2 separate regions of the Mus musculus genome follow, and region 1 is linked to region 2. Evidence: chromatin contacts called from public HiChIP or PLAC-seq data. All regions are on one chromosome and are shown on one strand. The core of a region is the stretch at or near the end of the contact, and the rest is flanking DNA. Distances in the headings are between cores, read along the strand shown. Region 1 overlaps Nmt1 (N-myristoyltransferase 1). Region 2 holds the start of C1ql1 (complement component 1, q subcomponent-like 1).

What was found. HiChIP or PLAC-seq counts read pairs in DNA pulled down with a chosen protein or histone mark.
Region 1: a contact with region 2 is called in an HNF4G HiChIP or PLAC-seq map of pancreatic cancer cells. The contact joins the enhancer-like site here to the promoter of C1ql1 in region 2. A contact is called at or near these places in 4 of 39 promoter capture datasets (the C10 cell line, hematopoietic stem and progenitor cells, liver and 1 more), 2 of 484 Hi-C or Micro-C datasets (bone marrow-derived macrophages and muscle stem cells), 4 of 115 datasets of contacts at active chromatin or transcription factors (the 230-238 cell line, embryonic stem cells, microglia and 1 more) and 4 of 9 other capture datasets (adipose tissue, liver, macrophages and 1 more).

Annotation. Positions count from the first base shown.
Region 1 is chr11:103,049,315-103,052,920 of GRCm38.p6, reverse strand. Nmt1 (N-myristoyltransferase 1) reads right to left here. Exons shown (of 12, transcript NM_008707.4): 4 at 597-715. It overlaps Gm42090 (a long non-coding RNA gene), which reads right to left. Exons shown (of 2, transcript XR_003949775.1): 2 at 3,226-3,606. Among named protein-coding and RNA genes, the nearest start is that of Gm42090, 3.4 kb to the right of the region's middle. Within about 2 kb of position 1,465, at least 174 of the 459 cell types and tissues checked have an H3K27ac peak or open chromatin away from gene starts, as enhancers often do. A contact at or near this core is called in the 230-238 cell line, adipose tissue, bone marrow-derived macrophages and 6 more, where this site is marked.
Region 2 is chr11:102,944,885-102,948,516 of GRCm38.p6, reverse strand. It overlaps C1ql1 (complement component 1, q subcomponent-like 1), which reads left to right and starts at 1,801. Exons shown (of 2, transcript NM_011795.3): 1 at 1,801-2,652. The coding sequence starts at 2,056.

The DNA.
Region 1 (3,606 bases), core at 216-2,715, 100 kb before region 2:
AATAGGACAGTCACATACCCACATGCAAGCTCACCTTAAATCACTAGTAAATATAACAACAATAAAGAGGCAGCTACTGGGGTTGAAGCTCACTGTTTAGAGTGCTTTCTCAAGACATGAACCATTATTAAAAATGCACAAGGTGCTGGGTCGCCACTGAGGAAAGGCGTGGAGGGCAGGACCCTCAGCAGCCCAGGTCACAAGTCAAGCAAGGTACGGACAAGAAGCCAGGCAGTGTGTCAAATGCCTCTAATCCAGCATTTAGGAGGGAGAGGCAGGTGGTCTCTGTGTTCGAGGCCAGCCTAGTCTACATAGTGAGTTCCAGGATAGCCAGTTACGTAAGAGAGAGACAACTTGCCCCCAATACAAAACAAAATAAAAGAAAACCAATGACAAGCAAAATAAATAAACAAAATAAGAAAAAAAAATAAGGTTCCACAATAGGAACTTCAGAAGTCAACTTTCACCCTTACACCTATGACATGCTCTTACTGTAGAGTCTGGGCATGCCCAGGAAGTACTGGATGGGGTTTGTTCAGCTCTCTGAGGCTCATCTCCTAAGAGTCCTGTCCCACCCACAAGCCAGGCCTACTCACCACACCACGGTCTCCCAGATCCAAGGCATCCCAGGTGAAGCCCTGGGGCAGGGTGTAGGGCTCCTGGCGAATGTTGTCTTTGTCAGGTTCGACTGGACCATGGGTGTTTACCACTTCACCTAGAAGAAGAGCACAGCAAGTCTATTGTCTGCCCACAGCGTGCGTGAAGGGGCTCACTGAACACACTCACTGGAAGGCTATCGAGGAGGTTCAGGTGGTAGAGTGGCTGCTTTGCCTGTGTGTGTCATACCTAGTACTACATAACCCAGCAGAGTGGTACAAGCCTCTAACTCCAACACTCAGGAGAGGCAGAGGGACCAGAGCTTTCAAAGTTACCTTCCACTGCACAGTGAGTGTAAGGCCAGTCTGGGCAACACAGATCCTGTCCCAGAAAGAAACAATTATATCAGAGTAAATTCCTCCGGTCCCTAGGAGCCCTGCAGCTGACGAACACTCTACGCTCTGTAACTGCAATCTCTCTCCAGTCTTTGGTCCCTAGTAAGGGCGAGCGCACAGCAAAACCTCAGAGTAATCTCTAGGATCCAAGGTGCCTCATCTTTGGAAATCCTTTAACTCTCGGGCAGGCTCCTGAATGACAAACACCCATCACAGCTAATTTAGCTTCCGGTCTCCTGGTTGGTGTAGGGTGTCGTCATGTTCCAGCCCAGACACTCTTCCCTGACTAGAGATCTGTAAGGTTGCATAAGCCTGCCTCTGTGTCAAGACCAACAACAGTGCACTGGCCTCACTCCTCAGTCAGATGATTGCTCTAGCAGCCAGGGTCTCTCAGCCTTCCAGCGTCAGCCTCTAGGCCTGTGGGCCAGCTAACTGCCAGGTCGGGGCATCAGAGCTCTGAGCCCTCCAGATGCCTTTGGGTTGACTCACCCTCCTGCATGATGCAGCCGGGAAGTCTCCCTCTCACCCAACCCTCCTCTGTGGGGAGCTCGGAAGCCGAGATGAAGGCAGGAACTGAAACCAGACGGGGCTGGAGAGGAAAGCCAGACACGCAAGCTCTCCCTCTTAATAGGTTTTGTTTATTTTGGTTTGCCCATCTTTTTTTTTTTTAAAGATTTATTTATTATTATATGTAAGTACACTGTAGCTGTCTTCAGACACACCAGAAGAGGGAGTCAGATCTTGTTACGGATGGTTGTGAGCCACCATGTAGTTGCTGGGATTTGAACTCTGGACCTTCGGAAGAGCATTCGGTGCTTTTACCCACTGAGCCATCTCACCAGCCCTGCCCATCTTTTTTTTTTTTTTAAAAACAGGAGAATACTAAGTAGCTAAGGCTGGCCTTGTGCTCATGGCACTCCTCCTGTCTCAGCTTCCCAATGCTGCATTACAGGTATGTAGCCCTCCAAGTACTTTTAAGCAACTTCCAATTGTCCTCAGACATTTAACTTCTGTGTTGGAGGGGGCACACTCAGTAGAACAGCCTCGCACTCGTGAGGTGGAAGGCAGGTTCTGAGCCTTAGTGGGACGGGACTGAGGGGAGAGAGAGCCTCTCCACAACAGGATAAGGAAAGAGGGCAGCTAGACAGAATAGATCTGAAGAGAGGCTGAAGGTTTGCTCAGGTCACATAACAGTCACACAGACCGAAGCTTCTGACACTGAATTGTAACCTCGGGTATGTAAGTCAAAGTGTGGGGGTGTCAGGAAAATTCAGCAATAGTAAAACCAAACACAAACTGAAAATTAAATATGTACGGAATCTGAGGTAGTTCAGGCAGTGTCACGTGACCTCACACGGGCACGCTGTACTCACTGTGAGTGCCAACATGCGATGAAACATCAAGGAACCTGCCTTAGATCCCTACTTGGATGGTGACTGGAAGACAGCTCGGTGGCTAAGAGCAGGGCTGTTCTTCAGTTCCCTTCAGTTGCCAGCACCCATGCCAGCTGGCTCATAACTGACCTGCAAGGCCGGCTCCAGGGGATGTGGTGCACGGTGCGGTGCCCTCTGCTAGCCTCTGAGGGAAAACACACACCTAACACAAGCAGGCACAGTCACAGAAACGTGTTTGCCTGCATATGCCCCATGTCTGGTGCCCATGGAGGTCAGCTGCAGGGGTCAGAGCCCTGGGACCGGAGTTATGGATGGATGGTTGCCAGCCACCACCTAGTGCTGGGAACTGCGCCCGGTCCTTCCACCAGAACAAGTGTTCTTAACCACTGAGTCTTTTCTCTTGGCCTCACATGATCACCCAACAAATTTTGTTTAACAAAGGCATATGCCAGGCCCACCTGGATTTAGTTTCTTTCTCTTAATTTGGTTTTTGGAGACAGGGTTTCACTGTGTAATAAATAGCCCTGGATGTCCTAGAACTCACTCTACAGACCAGGCTGGCCTCAAAACTCAGAGATGCCTCTGCTGCCTGAATGCTGGGATCAAAGGCACGTGCCACCACACCTGGCTATTTTCACTTTATAAGTGGTTACCCATAATGACACAGACCACTTAAGTCAGGAAACGCCTGTTATGTTCGCTTCTCACCTCCATAGACAAATGCTGTTGGACACAGCTGTCTTTTTACTTCCTGGTATTTGACTTGGCTCTGCCCTCCTAACCCACAAAGTACTGCAAATGTTGCACTATTTCTTGAGGAGAACAGTAACACTAACCACCTGACCTAGCTTACCTTTGGTGTTAGAGCGTGTGTTTTCTGACCTAGCTTACCTTTGGTGTTAGAGCGTGTGTTTTCTGACCTAGCTTACCTTTGGTGTTAGAGCGTGTGTTTCCTGACCTAGCTTACCTTTGGTGTTAGAGCGTGTGTTTTCTGACCTAGCTTACCTTTGGTGTTAGAGCATGTGTTTTCTGACCTAGCTTACCTTTGGTGTTAGAGCGTGTGTTTTCTGACCTAGCTTACCTTTGGTGTTAGAGCGTGTGTTTTCTGACCTAGCTTACCTTTGGTGTTTGTTAGAGCATGTGTTTTCTGACCTAGCTTACCTTTGGTGTTAGAGCGTGTGTTTTCTGACCTAGCTTACCTTTGGTGTTAGAGCATGTGT
Region 2 (3,632 bases), core at 552-3,051:
GCTGGGGGTCTGGATAGATCATACCCATGACCGTGCAAGTGCCCCTCCGGTCACTCACTAGCCCTGTCCTTCTAAAGGGAATCATGTTTAAGAAACTGTCCCGAGGGACCAGGAGGCCGCTGACAGCTGAAAGCTGAGGGCTACCCGGCCTGAGTCTGCCTGGAGGAGTGTAGGGGTCCTAAGGCATGCTCGCATCACCTTGCACTTTCGACAATAAATAGGCCCCAGAGACCCTGTCGCGTTGAGATTGAAACAGCGAGGGGCAAGGCTGCAGGCTTGAATCCCATCTCCACCACATCTTACTTTCGTGACTTGGGGGCAAATCTCTTTTAAGTTCGCAGAGCCTCTGTTCTCCATCTGTAAAACGAGGATAATGGTGGGCTTTATATCTAGATTGATGTAAAGATCAAATGTGACCATACATACAAAGCATCCAACGCAGTTTGTCTTAGCTCCCTCCTCCTTGGTGATGGATGTCATGCTGACCCGGGTTAGTATTTGGAAAGTCCTCTCTGGCAGCGTCCCGCCCACCCCCACTTCTACCATTGGTTATTCTGGCATCTCAGTTTTAGGTAGGGATAATCAGGGAATCAAATGGACAGTGGGAGGTCGGCGGTGGGAGTGTGAACTGGGAGGAGTCTTGCAGGCAAAAAGAATGAGTCTGGAGTGTTGTTGTTTATCGTGGCCAGAGGCCTCAGAAAGACACAGCCCTCCTCCTCGGATAAAGGAGGGTGAAGGAGGAACACAGCTTGAGCTGGGACTCACAGAATATGACAAATATGTTGATGGAAGCAGACACATTTCAGTTTATGCAACCTAAACATTTTCCTGCACTAGAAGAACGTGATGGGGTAAGAGTTAGGGGGGTCCCCTAAGGGGCTAGGAGAGATCAACCCCCCTCTTTCTGGGGAGTGCTAGAAAACGCAGAACCACCTAGGACTGGTTAACACTAAGAGATGACATGGGAGGGGTACTTCATTTTCTCAGGGTCCGTATTTCCCACTTGTCTAGCTAGTAGCTCAGATCAGAAAAGGCCTCATGGAAGAGGCCACAGGTAGAGGCAGCCTAGAAGATATCCCCTGGGGCAGTGGAAAAGAAGGGGCTGAAGACGCTGCCACCTGGGAGAGAATGCCCCTGAAGTAGTTAGAATCAGATAAAAAGTCAGGCTGCTATTAGAATTCAGAGATTCCCTCTGGGCACCCTAAAAGCAAAGGATCCAGACGGGTTATCTGGATGCTAGGCCTGGGTGCCTATGGAACGCCCCTCCCCAGTATTCCTTCCAGGCTTTAGCCCTCATCCTCTTTCTTGTTCTACTCTCTTGTTCCTCACTCTGTAACCCTCCACCCCCTGCAACATCTCTTTGTCCCCTGCAGACAGGGGGCAATGTTGCATCCTTCGACCTCCTGCAGGTGGTGGTCCTTTGCCCCTCTGTCACGATTTTCCTCGGAACTGACCCACGGAACATCTATCTCAATGCCACGCTGAGCTCTCTGCCTCTCCTTGTGGCTCCTCCTTCCGCTTGCCCTTTGGTCCTACTCATTCCTGACTCTAGCCCCTTCCCCATTCTGAGCCTCAATCTCCAGCTCCCTCCGTGATGCCCACCACTCTCATAGCCCCGCCCCTCCCTGCCCCTCCCACCTTGAGGCTTCCGCGGCCCAATTAGGCGCCTGCCCCGCCCGCAGCCCCACCCCTCGCCCTCTCCGAGCCCCGCGGAGCGGGTGGGCGGGGCCCAACGGAGGAGGCAGTGGCCCCAGCCAGGGAAGGCGGGAGGAGCTAGGCGCTAGGCGGGAGGCCGCGTTCAGTCGGGCAGCGCAGCGGGAGGGAAGCACGAGGCCGGAGCCGGCTGCTGGGCTCCGCAGCGCAAGCAGCGCAGCGCGGCGCCCGGGCCCCGGCCCCATGCCCGCAGCCCCGCCGGACCGCCCTTGAGCGCGGGCGTCGCGCCCGCGCCCCTTACCCGCCGGCATCATTGCCCCGACGGCGCGGCCGGGTGGCCCGGCTCTCCCAAGGCTCCGCGCCGGCCGGAAGACCCTGCTGGCTGCCGCCGCGGGCGTGGTGATGCTGCTCGTGCTGGTGGTGCTCATCCCGGTGCTGGTGAGCTCCGGCGGCCCGGACGGCCACTATGAGATGCTGGGCACCTGCCGCATGGTGTGCGACCCCTATCCCGCGCGGGGCCCCGGCGCCGGCGCGCGGTCCGACGGCGGCGACGCTCTGAGCGAGCAGAGCGGTGCGCCTCCGCCCTCCACGCTGGTGCAGGGCCCCCAGGGGAAGCCGGGCCGCACGGGCAAGCCGGGCCCTCCGGGGCCTCCAGGAGACCGGGGCCCTCCAGGTCCTGTGGGGCCGCCTGGGGAGAAGGGTGAACCAGGCAAGCCTGGTCCTCCTGGCCTGCCGGGTTCGGGAGGCAGCGGCGCCATCAGCACGGCCACCTATACCACGGTGCCACGCGTGGCCTTCTACGCCGGCCTCAAGAACCCTCATGAGGGTTACGAGGTGCTCAAGTTTGACGACGTGGTCACCAACCTAGGCAACAACTACGATGCGGCCAGCGGCAAGTTTACATGCAACATTCCTGGCACCTACTTTTTCACCTACCACGTCCTCATGCGCGGCGGCGACGGCACCAGTATGTGGGCAGACCTCTGCAAGAACGGCCAGGTGGGCCATGAGGGGGCGTGGGGCTGACCTGGGGGCAGGGCTCCCAGGGAGCCCCCAGGAGAATGCGTATTGGATCAGAGTCGACAGGCACACCGGGCAGGCGTAGGTGGAGACCCTAAAGCGGCCCCCTTAACTATCATGTGAAGAATGGTTGTAATTAGCGGGCACCCCTGAGTCTTCAACCCTTGGGCTTGAGCTCTTAAGGGAGAGGCTACAGGGCACCCGCGGAGTGGAAATGCGTAAAGATAAATCCAACTAGTCAGATCACAGGGCTCTAGGGCGCACGAACTGGTCCGTAGGGGTTTGGCCCGTGGGAGACTGATTCAGGCTGATTTCTCTTGAGAGCTAAGATTCAAGCTGACGCCGACTGGCTTTAAGGGAACAGCAAGGATGCTCTAGGGCAAGGATAAGGAGAAGCAGTCTCCGCGCCGGAGGGCGCTAAGACGAGTGGCTGTGCGCTCAGGAGAAGAAGGAGGAGGGCTGCAGGAAATGTTTTGCGCACAAAGGCAGAGGGAGTTCGTTGCCCAATAGCCTTAACTGCAGTACATCCCTGGCCCTAGAGAAGGGACCATCGAGCTGAACGAACACCCTTTGCAACCCCCCTGGAATGCTCCACCTTTTCCCAGAGTAACAGAGCTATCCTGCGCCTCCCGGGAAAAAGTTTCCTCTAGAGGCGGGGCGGAGTGATGGAAACTCCCCTCCTTAAAGTCTCCAGGTACAGCTCCTCCAGTATCCTAGAAAATAGGGAGCTGGTGTGCACGTGTCTGAGACACGGATGCACAGCGGTGTCCTTGGAACCACCCACCCTGGGTTCTCAGCTCCCTGCGCTCTCACCTCTGGGTTACAGGGGCCCCACCCCGGGGGCGTGGTCAGACTGAACCTTCTTTTAGCTGAGGCCAGGGTCAAAATTGAGGGTAGGCAAGTGGAAGCTGGAAGGAATCCCCTACAATTGAGACTCCAGATCTTCTCGGAACCCCTCC